Linked DNA regions of Mus musculus: region 2 is linked to region 1. Evidence: chromatin contacts called from public Hi-C data. All regions are on one chromosome and are shown on one strand. Each heading gives the region's core, a stretch centred on a gene start, on an enhancer-like site or on the middle of the called end of the contact. The rest is flanking DNA. Distances are from core to core; before and after follow the strand shown. Region 1 holds the start of Prlr (prolactin receptor). Region 2 overlaps Agxt2 (alanine-glyoxylate aminotransferase 2).

Region 1 (6,079 bases), core at 2,587-5,086:
ATCTGGAGAAAGATGAACACTCCTCCATTGTTGATGGGATTGCAAGCTTGTACAGCCACTCTGGAAATCAGTCTGGCCTGTCCTCAGAAAATTGGAGGATCCCGCAATACCTCTGCTGGGCATATATCCAGAAGATGTTCCAACTGGTAAGAAGGACACATGCTCCACTATGTTCATAGCAGCCTTATTTATAATAGCCAGAAGCTGGAAAGAACCCAGATGTCCCTCAACAGAGGAATGGATACAGAAATTGTGGTACATTTACACAATGGAGTACTACTCAGCTATTTAAAAGAATGAATTTATGAAATTCCTAGGCAAATGGATGGACCTGGATGGCATCATCCTGAGTGAGGTAACCCAATCACAAAAGAACTCACATGATATGTACTCACTGATAAGTGGATCTTAGCCTAGGAACTTAGAAAACCCAAGATACAAGATACAATTTGCAAATCACATGAAGCTTAAGAAGAATGAAGACCAAAGTGTGGACACTTTGCCTCTTCTTAGAATTGGGAACAAAATACCCATGGAAGGAGTTACAGAGACAAAGTTTGGAGGTGAGAGGAAAGGATGGACCATCTAGAGACTGCCATACCCGGGGATCCATCCCATAATCAGTCTCCAAACGCTGACACCATAGCATATACTAGCAAGATTTGGCTGAAAGGACCATGATATAGCTGTCTCTTGTGAGACTATGCAGGGGCCTAGCAAACACAGAAGTGGATGCTCACAGTCAGCTATTGGATGGAACACAGGGCCCCCAATGGAGGAGCTAGAGAAAGTACCCAAGGAGCTAAAGGGGTCTGCAACCCTATAGGTGGAACAACAATATGAACTAACCAGTACTCCCGGAGCTTGTGTCTCTAGCTGCATATGCAGCAGAAGATGGCCTAGTTGGTCATCATTGTGAAGAGAGGCCCCTTGGTCTTGCAAACTTTATATGCCTCAGTAAGGGGGAATGCCAGGGCCAAGAAGTGGGATTGGTTGGTTAGGGGAGGGTATGGGGGACTTTGGGGACAGCATTTGAAATGTAATTGAAGAAAATACCTAATTAAAAAAAAGTCTCAGCTAATAAAGGGAATTATAACTTACAAAAAAAGAAAAGGGACAGGTATGTGTTCATGTCTCAGTGATGTCTTCCATTCAAGATGGGACAAGAAAGAAAGAAAGAAAGAAAGAAAGAAAGAAAGAAAGAAAGAAAGAAAGAAAGAAAGAAAGAAAGAAAGGGAGAAAGGGAGAAAGGGAGAAAGGGAGAAAGGGAGAAAGGAAGAAAGGAAGAAAGGAAGAAAGAAAGAAAGAAAGAAAGAAAGAAAGAAAGAAAGAAAGAAAGAAAGAAAGAAAGAAAACAAGCAAGCAAGAAAGGTATGTATGTGATTTGGAGCAATCTTTTTCAACTTTACAAATATAGATGTAATTGTGTTTTGTTAGCAGTATCAGTATCTGTTGTGGTGTTTCTCGCATTTCCTATTTATTAAAGAATAGAAAGCTATCTCCAATTGGTAAAAGTGAAATCTAGAAACAAAAGTGTCCCCTGTGTAAAGGAGAAAGGAGAGAGGCTGTGCCAGAAACCCTGGAATAGCAGGGAGACATGGGGAAGTGGAGAAATGCGGCGTCCTAAAGGAGAGCTCACAGAAAGCAGGGGAAAGGCCAAGGTAACCCTGCCTGGAGAGCAGCTCGCGGGCAGCCATGGCAGAAGAGGAAGAACCAAATAGTGACCAAAACAGTAGAGTTGATGGATTTTCTTGTAGGACTAGGAAAGTTACCCTGAACCTCTTGGATTATAAGTTTATCACCAGACATGCAGGCATTGTTATTCGGCTCCTCCTTGGGTGTTGCTGGTCTGCACCCAAGGCTAGGAATAGCCAAATCCAAGGAAAGTAAGTCAAGAAGGCTGTGGATGTGTGACGCTTTCCTAAACTGTGAATCATCCCAAGTGCCAGCTGGGCCAGGAACAATCTGAGAAAGCTGTGGAAGGGAACTCATGGCTAGGAAATAGGAAGGCAAAACAAAACAGGCAAGGAAAGAAAACCGTGAAGACCATAAGGTTTTATTAGCGTGATTGGCATTTTACAGACTCCATCAACATTATAGCTATTCCCCTGCTGAGCCTGGTTTACACTAAGTGAAACTCGTGCAAGTCAAATGAATAGCGATATCCAAAACATTGCTAGTGTGTTACCTTAAACTGTGGGGTGAGGTCTTGGAGACAGTGAGCAGATACAGAGTCAAGACACAGCTGGATGAATCAGCAAGACAAGACACACACTGAGGCAGATGCAGATCTAAGCAAACGGAGAACACGAGGAAGTGGGTGAATGGTTCCAGTGTGTGCAGAAGGAGAGAGTCATGGTCTAGCTATGGAGCAAAGGGAAGCTGGCCTCACAGATGACTTCCCTCAGCATCTCAGTAACAGGAGAGCACAAGGAAATTTACGACTGTGAACGCCTGCCTGTGGCTTGGGGTCAGGGTATATGCTGCACAGCAAAGCAGAAAGCCATGACCTTCTCTCCAAATAGCATGTGGATTAGTCACTTACCCTGTTCTGGAACCTACTTCTGCTGTGCAGCAGGAACGCAGACGTCTAGGAACCACAAGGAAATCGAACAGTTTTCCATTGCCAAAGGTGATTCTCCCTCTCTTCTCATTATCTGTTAGAATAGTCAAGGAAAATTACACTTTACTGAGTAACCCCCAGCCTTTCAAAGGTCACACAGGAATATAATCACTAACCTCTGGTGGTTCACGATGGTTTAGACACTTTAATAATATGATGATCTACCTACACGGGCATCCTGTTAAGTTTTGTGCTAGATAATTTCCCCCAAATTCAGTCAAATATACAAGTTCTAAGCATATCTGATAGGCAAGACAAGGCTAGATTATGATGTTCAACAGGTGTTTTTATTCTTTTTTTTTTCTTAAAATATCTTAAACTTAACAATGGGTTCATTGTGGTGTAACTTGGCCACTAAGAATGTCTGTATTCTGCCATTGGAGAGGATACTCGTTAGTTTTGAAAATGAACGGGCACTGTATTATACACTCTCAAAGGTAATTGTGAGCAATGGTCCACCTCAGCCACCAGAAGCCGGCATAGTCTGTGCACAGCAGATACACACCCCACAGCCTCTGAAAACCAGGGGTAGATCATGGTTTATCTTGTGCAGGTCATGTGTGAACGCCTCTTCTAATGCAAGAGAATCGCCTAAACGTCATGGGATTTCCAGCAGCTTCCTGCAGTGTGGCAGAAAGCCATTAACGAATGTGATTTGCCAGTTATTGTAAAGTGTCAATCAAATCAGAGGAAGAAAAAGCAATGTTTCAATGATTAAAAAAAATATTCAATAGCTTGTTCAAAATAACCACCCATCGTGGCCCTCTAACTTACCTAACAACGGGACACAGTGTTAATCAATGGCATCACTTACCTGTTCAGAGATAACTATTTGATCCAAGTAGCTATTGGTATTTGTTGTTTTAATAGTTTATTTTCAAGAGAACATAGGGAGGGGTGCAAGAGGAAAAGCAGTGTTTTGTTAATACCAAAGACATAATATAAAACAACCCTCAGATGGTGCAGCTTATTTGAGGAGGTACATTCTGCATTTGCGGAAAGGAGCCGACTCGTGGGTTGCTGAGGATGTTGGTGTATCTACTATTTTGATGTGGCTGAGCATAAAGTAGAGCCCTGGAAGTTCTGCTGTGTTAAAAAATAGAAAGCAACGCGTCCTTTAAGGGTCCCTGTTTATTCTTCCTCGACCACTTTCCTCTGACTCCTCCTCCTTCCCAGGGAAGGTGTGATTCCAATCCCTAGAGCCCCCTCAAGTATTGTCAAGCGGCTGGCTGCTGGGTGTTGCTTGCTGGGAAGTACGGAAAGAAATTTGACACCGAATCTCATCTTGGCTACTGGGAGAAATACCATCTTTGAGGTCACAGGACTTAAAGGACATTTCTATTATTGTTTTGTCTCTTTACTGGTAGTCTTGATGGAAGAAGGTCCCCTGATCATGCGAAACGGATCCGGGAGAAATCAGACATTACCTTGTCCACCTTTTCTCTGCATTCTGATTCCCCCAACTATCTCCGTCACCTTATAAAACTGGCAGGCTCTGGACCTTTTGCACGCTGGAGAAAAATCACTGTTTTGCCTCCAGCAAGGAACATGCATGTTGCAACACTGACTCCTCCTCTAGTGAAGAAAGAGTGAACAAGTGCACCGAGTTGAGCTTCTTCTCAGAGACACGCGGCTGGCGACGGCAGAGCAGAGGCTAAAATCCCCAGACTGCCGGGTCTTCTGAGCTGGGCTTTCCCCGCCTTCCTGCTCTGTCTCACTCACTCCTCTCCTGCGTTCTGGATTTTACACGGGGCTCAGGAAACAGCTTTACCTGTCACTGAAAAAGCTCGCGTTCTTTGCAAGAAGTGCTCAATCCCTGGTATGGCAGACTTTTCTCTCCAGCAGAAGTGAGTACCCATGTCAGACAAGGCTGTGCGTGGCCAGGGGTGGTGCGGGCGGGCGCTCTCCAGGGCCGCGGGTTCGAGGCCGCGAGTGGGAGTGGAACAGTTGGCTGCAGGCGCGGACAGCTTAGGGAAATGCCAGCTAGCTGCCAGAGCCCGCGGGCGCGAGGAAACCCCATCCCGTGCTGTGAGCGTGCCTGAAGCCAAACCTTGGTGTCCCTTTCGAGAAAAGCTAAATATATGCCAAGGGGCTTGGCCACCCACCCCAGCTTTTACAACTGCTCTCGGTGTGTTTTAAAATAAACCCTGCAAGCGCGCCCTTGCGAATGAGTTTCGGTGGTGTGATGGTGGGGTTGCAGGTGGTTTGTGTCGAAATGAAAAGCTGGGGAGATAGCGGGGAGGCTGAATGGGCTGGGGCAGGAGACGTGGTGGCAGCTAACTTGGGCAGTCTCCTGCCGGCTGCACAGCTGGGTGCCAGGTGAAGAGACAGTCACCTGAGCTCCCACCCCCACTCCCTAAGGCAGCTAAGCGGAGTCTGGGCAGTGTGCTAGGAATTCAGGCCCTAGGGGTAGAAGCAAGGACACACTGCTGGAGCAAAGATCATGGGATCAGGGGACAGAGGGGATAGCCTCCCAGAACCCAGACTCTTAATGCTGAGGCAGGGGGAGGCAAGGGCTGTAGTTGTGTAGAAAAATATCCTGTTAGTGACCTCTACCTGTGTGGTAGGGAAGCAACCCACGTTCCCTTAATAACAAGCAACTTGGGGTTTTCTGTGATCGAACTTGAAAATGTTTGCAACCTGTTATTAATGTCACGGGGGGGGGGGTCGGGGGGGAGCGTCCTTTAATCTTCATTCATGGAATTGGCTGGGAAAGATTTCCCACCGGAGTGTCTTGACCAATCCTAGCTCTGCCTCCCGTGGCACTACAATCGTGGGAGTTCACCTTCTCCTGGCCTCAGTTTACTGTGTGTACATTTAGGGAAACTGATCATTCTTGCTACAAGTGCTGAATGGAACAGAGGTGCTGAGTAGAGCAGAAACCGGAATATTTTGATTTTTTGTTTCAGTGGCGTTTTGTTTTTTTTTTTCTCAAAGTGATTTCTTCGCAAATCGATCCCTTTTGAGAAGCGATTGTGAGTTATTTCCCCAGGGTGGAAACTGTACTTAGGGAACAGATGAAGAATTTTTAAGGACACCCCTTGTTGTCCATGCCAGAAAACCCCTTGTCTTTGAGGATGCTGCATCAGGACGCATCTCACCAAGCTTTTGCTGGCGGCTGTACTGGATGTGGGAGTAGACTGGGAGGGTCTGAAGCAACTGCGCTGTTCAGAGAGATGGCTCGCCTTCCTAGAGCTGCCCACACAGAGATCGTTCATCATCAATCTTTGCACTTCTTCCAGACCTGGCTTCTCAACTCTTAATGGCGGACCATAGAGCAATGGTTCTCAGCCTTCCCAATGCTGTGACCCTTTAATACAGTTCCCCATGTTGTGTGACCTCTGGCTATAAAATCATTTTCTTTGTTACTGTTATGCATCTTAACACAAATATCTGTGTTTTCCGATGGTCTTAGGTGACCTCTGTGAAAAGGTTGTTTATCCCCCCCCCCACCCC
Region 2 (6,079 bases), core at 2,623-5,122, 220 kb after region 1:
AAATCAAAGGGTTTGTGACTTGGTATTTACATTACTCCATTGGTAGCATACAGAGTATCTTTCTGTACCGAAGACTCCAGAATGTAGGGGTGAGGGTTCAGGTAGGCATCAGTTCAACTTCTCCATGTTTAGTGAGTTGTGTCGGTGTTGTCTTCAGCAATGGGATCTTGCTGTCAGTTTGTGGAGAGCAACTATTGTCTTGGCATCAGCCTGGGTTGTTGTTTGTTTTTATTACTATATGTAAACTACCACATGATTTTTACTACTATAGTTCTGTATTACTATGTGAAATCGGGGATGGTGATACCTCCAGTGGTTCTTTTATTATTCAAGATTTCAAGATTGTTTTAGCTATGCTGTGGTGTGTGTGTGTGTGTGTGTGTGTGTGTGTGTGTGTGTGTGTTATACAATTTGAGAATTGCCAACAACTCAATTACATGCAAGCCAATCCTGGTACTGGAAGCACCATTTGGTGACAAGAGATGACCATTTGGGACTATCTCTCCATTATTTTGGCAATTTCATGAAGATTGACTAAATTTTGTATATATTTTAGGAATCTTTCTAATGTGTTAGGTTCCATATTACCCCACAAATGGCCCTTAATTTTAGCTGTCTCTCCTGTATTCCCTCCCTCATCCTCCTCTTCCCTGACCTTGCCATTCCAGTCCACCACCACCCTCATCTATAGCTATCTAACCTATCTCCCTTTCCTAGGAAGATCTCTCTGTTCCTTCTCTCCTAGGTCCCTTACTATATACCTACCTTCTGTGCTTCTATGGATTATTTGGTTATCATTGATTTAATAGCTATTACCCACTTATAAGTGAATACATACCATATTTCTTTCTGGGTCTGGGTTAATATTTTCAAGTTCCATTCATTTGCCTGCAAATTTCATGATGTCATTATCTTAACCACTAAGTAATATTCAGTTATGTAAATGTACCACATTTTCTTTATCCATTCATCTCTTGAGGAACATCTAGGCTGTTTCCAATTTCTGGCTGTTGTGAATAGAGCAACAGTGAACATGGTTGAGCAAGTGTCTCTGTGGTAGAATGAACCATCCTTTGGGAATATGTCTAAGAGTGATATGGCTAGATCTTGGCTTGCAAGCACCACTTACAAATTAGCAATCGCAGTTTGATCCAGAAGAATCAAGGCCAATCAGCCCAAGTCCATCGAAGCAGCAAGACCCTGCTGGGCTATCATCATAAGTTTTTTGGATGTATTTTTCTCTACGAAATCACAATAATCAAAGAAGGCGAGACAAACCAAAGCCAGAACATCATCAGCGAAGACTAGTGTCAGCAAAGCCCAATAAGGACCAGCAAAGAATAGCAAAGCGAACCAATAGCAAAGCCCTTCTTCTTTTCCCAGCACTTCTGCCTCTGTCCACAAACTCTCTAAGTGTACAGCCAGCCAACTTTGCAATCTGCTCTAACTGAAGAGAATGTTCAGCTCCCCCCCCCCAAAAAATAAAACTTTTTAAAACTAGGACACATGAAAACTATGAAGCAAAACCAGAAATCTCCCTTAGAGAACAAGTCAGGAGACCACATGACTATAGAGAAAACACACCAAAAACTAATTCTAGACAGGTCCACATCCCCCTTTTCACGATTAACCCTTCCTTTCCACTATCTCTGGGGGGTGGTGAGCTAGAAGGGAGGTTAAAGCATTAAAAAGCGCTTATTACCATAGGTTTTAAAAAATTCTAAGCCTATGTAGTTTCTCAACCTGCTTCTCCAGCCAAAGTCCAACTTTTCTTTTCTTTTCTTTTCTTTTCTTTTTTTTTTTTTTTGTGCATTCTTTATTGACACTTGATTATATAAATGCAAGGGAACATACTGGGTAGACTCCTCCGGCACATCTGTTATGTAGTTCCTAGGGACTGACAATTCTTTTAAAGGACAGAGACTACTGGAGTGCAAGAGGCCAATCAGAGGTTGAGAGTCCTGAAGAACAAATAGGGTGTCATAGTCAAGTGGTCTACAAGCTGGCCTTGGAAGTTTTCTGTCAGCTTTTCAGTGTTAGGTCATCCAAACAAATTCAAATGAGATGGGGGGTTGGGGTGGACCAACTAGTCCCTAAAACATCACACAATTATTCTTAGCTAAGTACAGATGAAACTTGTATGTGTCTTTGATTCTTGAAAAATCAAAGATTCCTATAGCTGGTTGAGATGGTTCTCCAGGTAAAAGACATTTGCTGTGAAGCCTGTGCATCTCAGTTGGACCCCTCGTATCTGCACTGTGTAGAGAGAACTGACTCCCAAAGCTACTTTCTGCCCTCTGCATATGTCCCACACATGTACACAGAAACAAACAAACAAAACAAAAAAATTTAAGATTTTTTTTTTAAACAAAAAAATCACTATGAGTGGGAGTTAGGTGAAAATCTTTTTAATATCTCAGGTTTCCTAGCTGTGGATACACCTGTGGCTCGGCTAAGGGGTGCAGGGCCCCTATACTGGAGTGTTTGGACTGTGCAAACCTACATGTGGCCTAGGGAAGTCACTGTCTCCCACAGGAAAGGTGCCTGTGGGACTCCTCCCACAGTTCATTTGCTATTGTCTTCACAGTTCGCCAACACTCAGCAAAACCTGGAAAAATGAACTTCCACATTATGGAATATATATTGCTGACAGTTCTTAAAGCCTTGCTTGCCTCTACAGGTGAACAGGTTCAGGGAAATCCCCTTTACCAAGATGGTTTCATTCCTTACAGTAGATTTTTATTTGGTCCATGGTATGTCCACACCAGACCATCTTCTAGGTCCTGTTTATCAAGTGAAGTTACTGTAAAGACCATGGTATATATTTTATCTTTCTGGGCTTCTCTGTCAAACCTTCAACTTTTGCCTTGTAAAAGTATGTAGGGGCTGTCTCTCCACAGGTGATTGAAGAAGAAAATCTCCAGAGAAACAGTCAAGAAGTTGGCACCTACATGCTGCTGAAGTTTGCTAAGCTTCGGGACGAATTTGATATCGTTGGGGATGTCCGAGGCAAAGGCCTTATGGTGGGGATAGAGATGGTTCAAGACAAGGTAATGATCTGCTGTTGGTTGGGTGGCTGCCTGGGTCCAGTAGCAAGTAAAGGAGAAAGCTAACAGGGTCTAGCACTTACAGCACTTACAACTTATTTAAACTATAAATAGCTGTCAGTTATTATACATAATACACTACTTAGGTCCACAGAAAAGGTAGAAAGCCCTGAGGGGAAGCAAGCCAAGTGTACTGAGAAGAGCTCTCCTGAGCAGGATTGAGGTTTAGTCATCTACATCAAGGAAGCCAGACCTCGTGGTGATGTTTGCTATCTGTGAAGGGTAAAGGGGGAGACAAGGGGCAGCAAAAGCACCTAAGACTACTAAAGAAGATTGGCAAGGTTCCCAAGACAGCTACCTAAGGACCATTTTAAAAATACACATCCTAAGCCTTTTCCAAATATTCAAATTTTTCCGACTGTGGTAGGCCCATATTTTTGTGTATAAAAGGCCCCCAGGGAAGCATGCTTACACTATACTCAGAATTAAAATGAATTAACTAGAGGGAAATATTCATGTTCGTAGACTGGGAGTAGAGCTTTCATCCACAGAAAGGATGTAAACTCCAGCCCAATATCACCAACGTTAGAATAGCATGCCTGAGCCCTGCACAAAGGACCAACCTCAGGCCCTAGAATCTGACATGGCCTCTTAGCTCCCAGCTCTTACTGTTCCTGACCCTGAAGGGGTGGAGCCTTAGGAAAAGAGCAAATTCAACAAACATGGAAGATATTTGGCTCCACACCAGCTCCATGGCCATGCTGTAGCCCTGGAAACGCTTAGCTGCATGTGCCCTTACACAACTTCTGAGCCACTTGCTAGACTTTGGAATGGACTCTTCAGTTACACAGAGCATTGCAGAGTTGAAGAGGATTTCAACACAAACAAAGCAGATCTCTAACTAGCTATTAAAAGATCAGCCCCACCCCCACCTTCATGCCCACCCCCAACCCTGCCCAGAGTAGCCATTAGCAGAGCCAAGGTTCACTTACCCCGACTTGCATGGAATGCATGGATGGAATTTCACTTTGTCTTTGGGGATTTTTAGATGACATAGAATAAAGCAAATGTTTTCCATGCTCACCCCCACCCCGACCCCTCAAAACTCTCTGGTTCAGCAATTAACAATTTTGTTTCATTAGGGGGACATTGATTGCTTGAGTTTTGTTGTGGTTTTCCTCGGGTCTCCTGCCTTGTTAAATAATTTTTCTAACAATTCAAACACAAAATAGAAGACATTCCTTTTTTCTTTTTTTCTTTTTTTTTCTTTTTTAATGTATTCACAGATAAGCCGACAACCTCTTCCTAAAACAGAAGTCAATCAAATCCATGAGGACTGCAAAGACATGGGGCTCCTAGTGGGTAGAGGTGGTAATTTTTCTCAGGTAAGAGAATGGCTGCCTCTGAGCTAGAGTCTCCCTGATAGGGCACCTGGTTATGCTTCCTCCACATTATGATAATGCTTGCATGTAGTAAAAAGAAAGAGACAAAAGCTTGTAGCCACTAGAGGGGGATGTGGTAAAGTGATTCCATTATCCATGGTCTTGAAGGCAAAAGAGAGGCATAGAAAGGCCACACGAACTAACCAGACAATTCACAGCATGGGTGATAATAGAACCATGACACTCACATAACGTATACATATTACATACATATGTATTGTATTGAGTATTAATTACTTCTAACCCCTGAGAAAACAATGACAGTCATTCTTCACTCAGTCCTGAAGTCTGACTTTGTGAACCTGGTGTTTTCGTGGTCATTAGAGCATACAGCAATCTAAGATCCATGGCTGCCCTGTATGATCCTAGAAAGAGAGATCAAGGACCAGCCTCAAACATAGTCCCTGATGCAGAACTCAAGATCAGCCCCTCAGTGTCCTTCACCCTCCCCTAGAATAATCCAAAACAGAGCTCACCTTACCCCTTTCTGGAAGTTATGCTCACTCTATCAGGAGCCTGGTCTGACCCTAATGCTACAATAAGATGCTGCTGCTGTTACTGCTACTGCTGTTGTTTTTGTTGTTGCTACTGCTGCTGCTGTAGCACAATACAATCTGCCTCTAAATCTCATGTCATTCACCAGGGTGGGCTCAGGTATGGAAGTGACTTCTGCTCCCTGCAAATATTCTGTTTTCTTCCTCTTAATTTTTACCACTTCAAAAACCTTTTCTTTTATGAAACATGGTCATTGCACATATTTAGGGAGTGTGCCGTGATGTTTTGATGTGTGTACATTAGGATGTTCAAGAGATGATGCTGCCCCAGTACAGGGGAACGCCAGGGCCAAAAAAGGGGAGTGGGTGGGTAGGGGAGTGGGGGTTGGTGGCTATGGGGGACTTTTGGTATAGCATTGGAAATGTAAATGAGCTAAATACCTAATTAAAAATGGAAAAAAAAAAAGAGATGATGCTGCAATCAGGAGCACAAGTCCCTTCCGGTCCACTCCAGCACCGGGGTGCCTTACCCGCGGAGTCTCCGGACACCCGCAAGGACCCACACAGGATCCCCCACGAGATCCTAAGACCTCTGGTGAGTGGAACACAGGATCTGCTCCAATCCAATCGCACAGGACCTGAGACTGCATTAACTAGGGAAGCAGATAACCTGGCCTGATCAGGGGCACAAGTCCCTTCCAGTCCACTCCAGCACCGTGGTTCCTTGCGCGGGGAGTTTCCAGACACCCCCAAGGTCCTCACAGGACCCTCCAAGGGATCTTAAGACCTCTGGTGAGGGGAACACAACTTCTGCCAGGAGGCAGGTTCGAACACCAGATATCTGGGCACCTTCCCTGCAAGAAGAGAGCTTGCCTGCAGAGAATACTCTGACCACTGAAACTAAGGAGAGAGCTAGTCTCCCAGGTCTGCTGATGGAGGCTAACAGAGTCACCTGAGGAACAAGCTCTTACCAGAGACAACTATAACAACTAGCTTCAGAGACTATCAGATGGCAAAAGGCAAACATAAGAATCCTACTAACAGAAATCAAGATCACTCACCATCATCAGAAGGCAGCACTCTCACCCCACCTAGT

What was found. A called contact is a pair of places that touch in the nucleus more often than the background predicts.
Region 2: a contact with region 1 is called in a Hi-C map of liver, with 2.7 times the contacts expected there. The contact joins the enhancer-like site here to the promoter of Prlr in region 1. A contact is called at or near these places in 2 of 39 promoter capture datasets (both in liver), 2 of 484 Hi-C or Micro-C datasets (both in liver) and 2 of 9 other capture datasets (adipose tissue and liver).

The regions. Positions count from the first base shown.
Region 1 is chr15:10,173,402-10,179,480 of GRCm38.p6, forward strand. Prlr (prolactin receptor) reads left to right here and starts at 3,837. Exons shown (of 10, transcript NM_011169.5): 1 at 3,837-4,470.
Region 2 is chr15:10,396,114-10,402,192 of GRCm38.p6, forward strand. Agxt2 (alanine-glyoxylate aminotransferase 2) reads left to right here. Exons shown (of 14, transcript NM_001310735.1): 12 at 2,901-3,050; 13 at 4,334-4,432. Among named protein-coding and RNA genes, the nearest start is that of Gm52213, 23 kb to the right of the region's middle. Within about 2 kb of position 3,873, at least 11 of the 459 cell types and tissues checked have an H3K27ac peak or open chromatin away from gene starts, as enhancers often do. A contact at or near this core is called in liver, where this site is marked.